3 separate regions of the Mus musculus genome follow, and regions 1 and 3 are each linked to region 2. A link is a contact called in public Hi-C data. All regions are on one chromosome and are shown on one strand. Each heading gives the region's core, a stretch centred on a gene start, on an enhancer-like site or on the middle of the called end of the contact. The rest is flanking DNA. Distances are from core to core; before and after follow the strand shown. Region 1 has its middle 76 kb from the start of Gm46880. Region 2 overlaps Runx1t1 (RUNX1 translocation partner 1). Region 3 has its middle 17 kb from the start of Gm46880.

Region 1 (2,730 bases), core at 198-2,697, 630 kb before region 2:
CCCACACTGTGTGTGCTGCCACATTGTATCACACTCCCTGACCTTTCTTACAACATACTACCCATGGGAAAGGTACACCCCTTAAAAACACCGGCCACTGTTACCACATGAAACTCACCTGTCTTCTATTGGCAGACATGAGTCTCTTTACTGGGATAGGAAAGCCTTGCCACGTGTTTAAGTCACAAGACTACATGGAAGTGGGAGCCAGGCTTTAACCCTGCATTTTCCACTCCAAAGGTTTGTTTCCATCTACCAGGTTGAAATTGTCCATAGAAGAAATAATCACACTAATGGCATGTTTGTTAACTATGCCACAGTTAGAGCAGAGGAATATACCTTCTGGGTCAAAACAGAAAATCTAACTGATCATCAGTGGTAGAATCTTAGGGGACTATCTTAGTGTGTTCTATTGCTGTGAAAAGGCACCTCTACCACAGCAACTTTTACTAAGAAAAACACTTAGTTAGGGATTGCTTAGTGTTTCAGAGGTTTAGTCCATTATTGTCATGAAGATGGGCATGGCGAGATGCAGGCAGACTTAGTGCTGAAGAGGTGGCCACTTCATTTTTAAACATATACTTTTATATCTACTGAATGTCACTCACTCTGATAAGCACAGGGCATCACCCAAAAAGCAACCGAATTGTCCAGGCAATTGCAATAGACTCAGAGGAAGGAACAGACATTCAAACACACAAAAAGTTCTGTACAGATGTTGATGGATCACTGTGGAAATGTCTTATGTGCCCAATGTAGTAGGCACTGAGTATTGTTTCACAATCCTTTTGCATCTGCTGTTTACACTGTTTTACATTAACATAGAGTGTGCACATCCAGTCACGATGCCTGACTGTTTTCTGTTTTGAAGTAGTCAAATGGTCCAAGGTTTGCCCATTATTTCTAATACAGTGTTAATTGGAAATAAAAATTAAAGAAGCAAGGACTTTTTAAGGAACATTAACAGAGTCAAAGAAATGAAACGACACAGTCCACTATTTCCTGAGTCCATCTGCAAACACCACTGTTCTAAGTGCATTGAAGATTGTGTATACTCATGAAAAAAATGCGTTATAAATTTGACTAATCTCTAAGTGTGATTCCTAAAAGTTTTTAGACAGACCAAAGTGTAGTCTGTTTCAGAGATATCTGCTACATTTTAAGTAGCTGGGATTTATTGGGTTAAACAGCCTCAAGCCATCTGGAATATTCAGCTGTTCAGAATCACTCATTTCCAGGGAGTTCTGTATAGTAAAGGACTTACACTGTATGTGTTTTCACGTAATGTGAGCAGAAGTGTGACTATTTGTAACATTTAAACTCACAATTTCCATAAATGAAAGAAAGTTCAGTATGAGATTTCTCATGACTCAGTTTTTCTCTGCCTCCTGCAAACAGTCCGTGCAGCTTGCAGAGAGCTGATGAATAGGCAACGCTGTAAATGCAGAGCCAGCGTGCCGGTGAGACACTCAACAGCGTCTGCGCAGGATGAATCGTGTTCTTTCCCAGTCAGTTGGCTTTTCAAGATCTTTGCTAAAGAAGAGATGCAAAAACTCTCTGGGACTCTTTCATCAGCCATCAAACTTGTGGCTTTTGGAGCACATTGGATTTGAGAAGCTTTTCATGAAGCACCTTGAAACAGCTTGCTATGGAAATGGAGAAAAAGGAAGGCAGATGCCTGAAAAGACATTTTTTCTTTTAGTTAACATATCACAGGATGGGCTCTGTGCCCAAACTTGAGAATTCAGAACTCGTTGACATGAAAAGGAGCTCTTTCTCTCACAAAGCTGTTGGATTACTCTCGAGATTTGAATAAAAATCTCCTTTCTCTCTCTCTCTCTCTCTCTCTCTCTCTCTCTCTCTCTCTCTCTCTCTCTCCTCCACCCCAACATATACATATAAATGCTTTCTACATTAAATCTGGGCAACTCTCTTTATGTTGCTATAAATTGTTGAATAAATTGCTTTAACTCTCTGGATGTTTCTAGAAAGGTCATATGTCCTGGGTTCCTATGGAAATACACACCATGGTCATGCGCTTATCAAAGGGAAAGAGTGGGAAGCAGCATCAGGACTGCCTTTCGTCAAAGTAATATTTATGGCTAAGCAAACCAACATTTCAGCTCTGGAAATTCTAAATTTGTTGCCAGACAGTATCTGGAGATTATTGTGGGCATGTTGACTGAATACAGACCCCTTCAGCTTTTCTGAGAAATCTGACCATCCGTGATGGTCCCCCTTCCTTCTTGCTGGATTCTAGGTTAAACCTGGTGTCTCATAGGGGTATCTCATGACAGAGAGTGGGGTGGTAATGGCACTGAAATGACATTTTCTGCACTTTGTAGTTGCAACTGTTATAATGGTATGTGAAAAAGGTAAAACTTTAATTTGTACAAAATGTTCCTTTCCTAGAAGGAGTAAAGGTATATTTAATAATTGCTATATTTTCCCCAAAATATTACATTTCTGGGTATATGCTATATTGCCTATGCTTATTTAACAAACATTAATGGAGTGTCTCTCCTATGTTCGAGGCACTCTGGTAGATGCTGAAAGAACAGAGTGTCAACCCAGGAGGCTTTGCTGTAGACTCAAAGAAAGCAAGAGTGATATAAAGCAGACTATGAAGTAACGTGCATGTTAAGTTAAAGGCTTTTTTTTTTTCATTAGTGTACACAGGGGGCTAGCCCTGACTCACAGTGATGAGGAGATTTTTAAAGAAAATTAATA
Region 2 (2,717 bases), core at 28-2,527:
ACCTACCTTCCAGACCTTCTTTTCAGCCTTTTCTTTCCCTTTCTCCATCCGTCTTTTTCTTTCCTCCCTTTCTGTGTCACTCTTTCAATAAGTATCACAAGTTGTCTTCTAGCAACTGAAAAACAGAAAGGATATACCAGGAAAGTATAATCTTCATTAACTTAAAAAAGGTACTTGTGATACATTCTAACCTCATGTTGGTTTAAGCATGTCCTCTAATTTGAAATAGGGTGAAGTGCTTCTCTGGTTAAGTCATCGCTCTTGTGCTGTTTGCTATATAGTTTCAAGAATATATATTTCAAAAACATTGGAAAAAAATAATCCCAAACAAATGCAACAGAGCTCCACATACTTGAAACATATTGTCCAAATTTATCTTAAATCTCTGTGCTGCAGAACGTTTCTGTGTGCATGGATTAGGCCGGCTGATGACTTCTTCATCTATCACTATCCTGGGTGATTGTGTCGAGCAGAAGAGAATGACTTACATATGGTCCCACTTTGTCGTAGTTTGTAGGGCCTCTGGGTTGGAACCATTTGATCAGAGAAGCCAACCGTCACAGAAATTTGGCTAATGTCGAAATCCTACATATGCACATGTACACATAGATCAGGTCAGACTGTGTCTATTCCTGTTTGAACTCGTGGTTTCCTTCCGTGTATTGATTGCTAGTTCTTTCTCTTAAAATACTGATGACATTAACACAAAAAAAAACCCTCATACTTGTTTTGATCATGATATTCTGTAAAGGCATTACGTTACAGGTGTGGTCCAGGCTGATGTGGAAAATGTTTCTCAGTTAAAGCTATGAGTATGTCCAACATCTTTCTAGAACTGAACAGAGCTAGAAATACCAAAGATTATCTTCAGCAGAAATCTAACTCTTACATTTGAAGAAGAAGCCCATGGTGGGCTTTATATTGTATCTTTTTTTCTTGGTGTAAGTACTTAAAAGGACAGAGGACTTAAGTGAACTTTCTCAAGTTAGGTATTCTTGTCATCTGAGGTGGGTGACTGGCCGGGCTGGTAGATCCTTCTTTAGTAAATGGAGCTTCTGAGAGCGTTTCTCCCTTTGGGGTCTTTCTCCTTGTTTTGTTCTTTCCTTGTTTCTCCTTTTTCTTTCTTTCTATTGCTTCATTGATGTTTTTTTTTCATGCTTCCCATTTCCCCCTCCCCCTCTGCTCTTGCCTTTTCGGTCTGTTCAGCCACGTGCTCTGTGGATCTGGCCTGCCTTCCCTCTTGGTTCCCTGTGAGTGTTAGCAGAATGAAAGCCAGATGGACCAGCAGTTCCCACTGTTATCTTCCAGCAGACTCTGGCAAGCCTCCCTCCCTCCTTCCTTTCTTGGCATGACAGAAGTATTTGCCTTTATTTAGGGAGCCCATGTTCGCTGCTGTACCTCTTCCCTCAGCTGCAGCATAAGCGGAAAACTTTATTCTCCTCTTGCCGAGGTTGATTGAGGAGAGTAGACATGCCGTAGATTTATCAAAGGAGCAGTTTGAAGCCCGCCCAAATTGTTTATTTTTCTGAAATAAGGGATTACTGAAGCTGGTGGTTGCGTGCCCTGGGATAGCAGTATAAAGACATGGTTTTTGCAGTAAGATAAAGTCTGGAGTAAGTTGTATTTGTGTTGGTGTTGCCGCCAACATGTCCCTCGGGATACTTCTCTTGAACTGGGATTATTCAGTGTTATTAAACCAATGGTAGAGAAGAAGACACAGAGCCTGATACTGCTGACTCAATTATGAAGCAAAATATACTTACTAGGCTGTAGATGATGGTATTACATCATCCCTAAAATAGGATCAACATTATTTGAGCTTTTAAAATGCCCTGTTTTTGTTGCACTCTCCTTTTTATGAAAATGCTTTTTTTTTTTCTTTTTTTTTGACGCAGGGTATTACTAAGTAGCTTTCATGAGTTTAGACCAGAATGGCTTCAGATTTAAAGCAATCCCTCTGTCTCTGCCTCTCAAGTGCTGAAATTCCTGGTGTATGCTACCAGGCCTAGGTAGAAAACTGCTTTTGTTTGTTTGAGATACAAGCTTAGTATTTCAAGCTGTCCTTGAACTCCTGTTTCTCTTTGCCTTCGTTTGCCAAGTGATGGGATTACAAGCATGCGTCATGAGAGGTGCCATAGCAAGTTTCTTTGAAGAAAATAAGCTAGGTTTGGGATTATAATAACAGTAATTTGACTGTTTAGTTTCATTGACTTTAATTTTTTTTACTTATTTTAATTTTATGTGTATGTATGTGTACCGTGTGTGTGTGTGTGTGTGTGTGTGTGTGTGTGTGAGAGAGAGAGAGAGAGAGAGAGAGCACCGTGTGTGTGTGCACTAGCCTTAGGATGTCAGAGAGGGTATTGGACCTCTTAGAACTGGAGTTAAAAGTGATTGTGAGCAAGCACATAGGTGCTGTGAATTGATCTCAGTATGTCCTCTTAACCACTGAGCCATCTTTTCAGCTCTTAGTATCTGACTCTTAAGGAAATTTGGGAATTATTTGCGAGGCCATGGGTGTGGGGGAAATTGTGGAACAGGAGTTAAATCTGTAACTGACTGGGAACAATCAGTTGAGATCTCTACCTTCTGAACAGCACACCCCGGTCCTGTGCGTAGCCCATTGCCCCACAATTATTTGTTCTAATTTTCATAATGATTTAAAATGTATGCTCTGAATAGTGTATTATTTTGCCTTTTTTTAGGAAGTGCAAGTTTAA
Region 3 (2,742 bases), core at 156-2,655, 570 kb before region 2:
ATTATACTTCACAACAGACACACTATGCTATCATTTTTTAAAATGTCCACTCCCTAAAAAACATGTTCTTCTTGCAGCATAGTCTCCTTCCCAAGGTAACATTTTCAACTTAGAACCACATTTACTAGAATTTTCATGCACCCACTGGCTAGTTTTATCTCAACTTGACATATCTAACTTGAGTCCTTTGAAAAGAGAGAAGGGACTTGAGAAAATGCCTCTATGTGATTGGGCTGTAGAAACACTCTAAAGAATTTTCTTAATTAATGATTGACATGGGGTGGGGGGAGACAGACCATTGTGTGTGGTCTCACTCTTTGTCTGGTATTATGAGAGAGCAGGCTGAGCAAGCCACGAGAAGCTAGCTGGGAAGTAGCACTCTGCTGTGGCCTCTACATCACTTCCAGCCTCCAGGTTCCTGCCCTGCCTGCCTTCCATGAAACTGTAATAAAGAGTGAGTGAGACAAAAATCTTTCCTCACTCAAGTTGCTTTTGGTCATGGTGTTTTATCACAGTGACAGTAACTGTAACTAAGAAGCACAATACTGAGGGGAGTCTTATCTGAGAAATGGGAAATCTAAAGGCAAATAAGATGGCATCATGGGACAAGAAAAGCTTGGAGACAAAATGATTGTTTAGTCAACAGAGAAGCCTGAGCTAGGAGTCTCTGAGAAGCCTTGTTTCCATGTCTGAAGATTCCATAAGACACACATTTAAATTCCTGCTTTGTTGAGCACCAGCTACATCCTACAGATAAGCCTCAATGTTCTTATCTACAAAAGGACGATGGTAAACCTTGGGGGGGGGGATAGTTTATGGTGACCTCGTGGGAAAGAGACATGTAAGAGGCTTGGAATCATGTCTGTGAAGAAGGCATTAGAAGATGCTGCAACTCCCATGAAGATTACAGGGAGAGAAAAATGTGCCTGGGACAAGCTTTCGGCTGCTGTCAAAATCCCCTCAAAGCCAGAATGCAGAAGAGCTTGACCAGAAGAATGTGGGAGCTATCCTGGCAACTGGCCATTCCAGTGTCCCCAGTAGGTCTTTTCTCGTTCCCCTGCCACCTCCCCCCACTGCACACCTTTCAGCTTCTCCTCCAACCTTTATGTTAATAAAGTCAGTAATTGCCTTTTCTGGCAGTTCATAGAGAAATGCTACTCCTGACCTCCTAGCCTGCTCCTCAGAAAGGAAAATGCCCTTTGGTTTTCAGAGACTTAGCACCCAGCCTCTGAACAAGATGCCTCTCTCTTAGCAGATCTTTTCACATGTGATAAGCTTGGCAAGTTGCCCTGGTAAGTGTCAAGCCCTGAATGTTTTTGTTTTTGCCCTGGTGGTCCTGTGGAGTTACTGGAATACTTCTGGAGATCTGTTTTGTATCAAGTGCTCAGCCCAGGGTGACACTGAGAAGAAGCAGGTAGAGACTGAGAGGGGCTCTGGACTTCATCGTGTTTAATTCTGATAGCCGACTCCCTGTCTACCCTGTACTCCTTAAAGCTCCCTTCAATCTTTCTCTGGCCCCTTTCCTGTGGGCTCTTCTGTATTATAGGGCAATCTCTCTCTCTCTCTCTCTCTCTGTGTGTGTGTGTGTGTGTGTGTGTGTGTGTGTGTGTGTGTTCTTCCTTTTGTTCCCCTGAGAGGGTTGCCAAAACTCCTTATCTGTTGATGAATGAAAGAAATTTCTCTTGGGCAGGCTAGACTTGCTTAATGCAGCCCTGGTCAGCACTGGTGGTCATTGAGTTAAAGGAGCATCAAAAGTCAAAGCACACTGAAATATCATAGTTGCCTGTTGTGCCAGGAAGTGCCACGGGCTGACGTTTTCCTCCAGGAGGGGTGGAGGGAAGGGCGTGTGAGACTAATGGAAGCAGTCTGGCATTCTTTCCCTGACATGGAGACACCCAGTACCAGATAGTTTTGTCCTTGGCGTCTGTATTAATTCCACTTTTTTTTTCCCCTTAAGCCATGCTGAAGAGTTCAGCTGTGTTTTAATTTAGTCAAATATCAATCAGTGAAAATTCTTTTTTATATGGACTTTTAACATATTTGAAGTGAGATTCATTTTCTTAAGTTCCTTGAACCTCAACCATCCAAATCCTTTTCTCTAACTTTTCAAATTAATTTTGAATAACTATCAGCACAAGTAATATAAAAGAGGTATTTCCATTGGTGTAAGTACTCCATGATGTAAGCTATGTTTCTCACTGTCTCTTATAGTGTCATCTATAATATGCATACTCACTTAATATGGAATAAATGATGTAAGTCAAGAGTCAAAGAAGGGCCCTCTTCCAGAATCTCAAGTGACCATTGTTCACACAAATCAGGAAGAGGAAACTGCTGAAGAAACAAGGAAAGAAAATGATCTAGTTTCAGAAGATGAGACTGGAGTTGGCAGGGAGATGGGAGGGCAGGGAGATGCCAGGTGGTCACCTAGCAACTGCCAAGAGACTCATTATGTCACAGTCTCATCATTAATTTACTAAGTACTTACAAGTTGCTAATGTGCAATGAGTACACTCTTCTCACCATCTGGGGAAGAATGCTGGAATAACAGTTAACAATACACTGTAGGTCAGTGAGGCTGAGTTTAAACCCCAGCCTTATCTGTTGCTTTGTGTGACCAGTTTCAACTTATTACATCACTTCAAACCTCTATGTGCCCACCTGGAAAAGGGATATAGCAACGATAGCTACTTACTTGTATAAACAGAGTCTTTTTTTATTGTGGATTTATCTTTAAAAGTG

The links. A called contact is a pair of places that touch in the nucleus more often than the background predicts.
Region 1: a contact with region 2 is called in a Hi-C map of cerebral cortex, with 8 times the contacts expected there. The contact joins two enhancer-like sites. A contact is called at or near these places in 1 of 484 Hi-C or Micro-C datasets (cerebral cortex) and 1 of 115 datasets of contacts at active chromatin or transcription factors (fibro-adipogenic progenitors).
Region 3: a Hi-C map of uterus shows a contact between it and region 2, with 4 times the contacts expected there. The contact joins two enhancer-like sites. A contact is called at or near these places in 2 of 484 Hi-C or Micro-C datasets (cerebellum and uterus).

What each region holds. Positions count from the first base shown.
Region 1 is chr4:13,205,639-13,208,368 of GRCm38.p6, forward strand. No RefSeq gene overlaps it. Among named protein-coding and RNA genes, the nearest start is that of Gm46880, 76 kb to the right of the region's middle. Within about 2 kb of position 1,448, at least 59 of the 459 cell types and tissues checked have an H3K27ac peak or open chromatin away from gene starts, as enhancers often do. A contact at or near this core is called in cerebral cortex, where this site is marked.
Region 2 is chr4:13,831,839-13,834,555 of GRCm38.p6, forward strand. The region is part of intron 1 of Runx1t1 (RUNX1 translocation partner 1); the gene reads left to right. Among named protein-coding and RNA genes, the nearest start is that of Runx1t1, 48 kb to the left of the region's middle. Within about 2 kb of position 1,278, at least 75 of the 459 cell types and tissues checked have an H3K27ac peak or open chromatin away from gene starts, as enhancers often do. A contact at or near this core is called in cerebral cortex and uterus, where this site is marked.
Region 3 is chr4:13,264,171-13,266,912 of GRCm38.p6, forward strand. No RefSeq gene overlaps it. Among named protein-coding and RNA genes, the nearest start is that of Gm46880, 17 kb to the right of the region's middle. Within about 2 kb of position 1,406, at least 37 of the 459 cell types and tissues checked have an H3K27ac peak or open chromatin away from gene starts, as enhancers often do. A contact at or near this core is called in uterus, where this site is marked.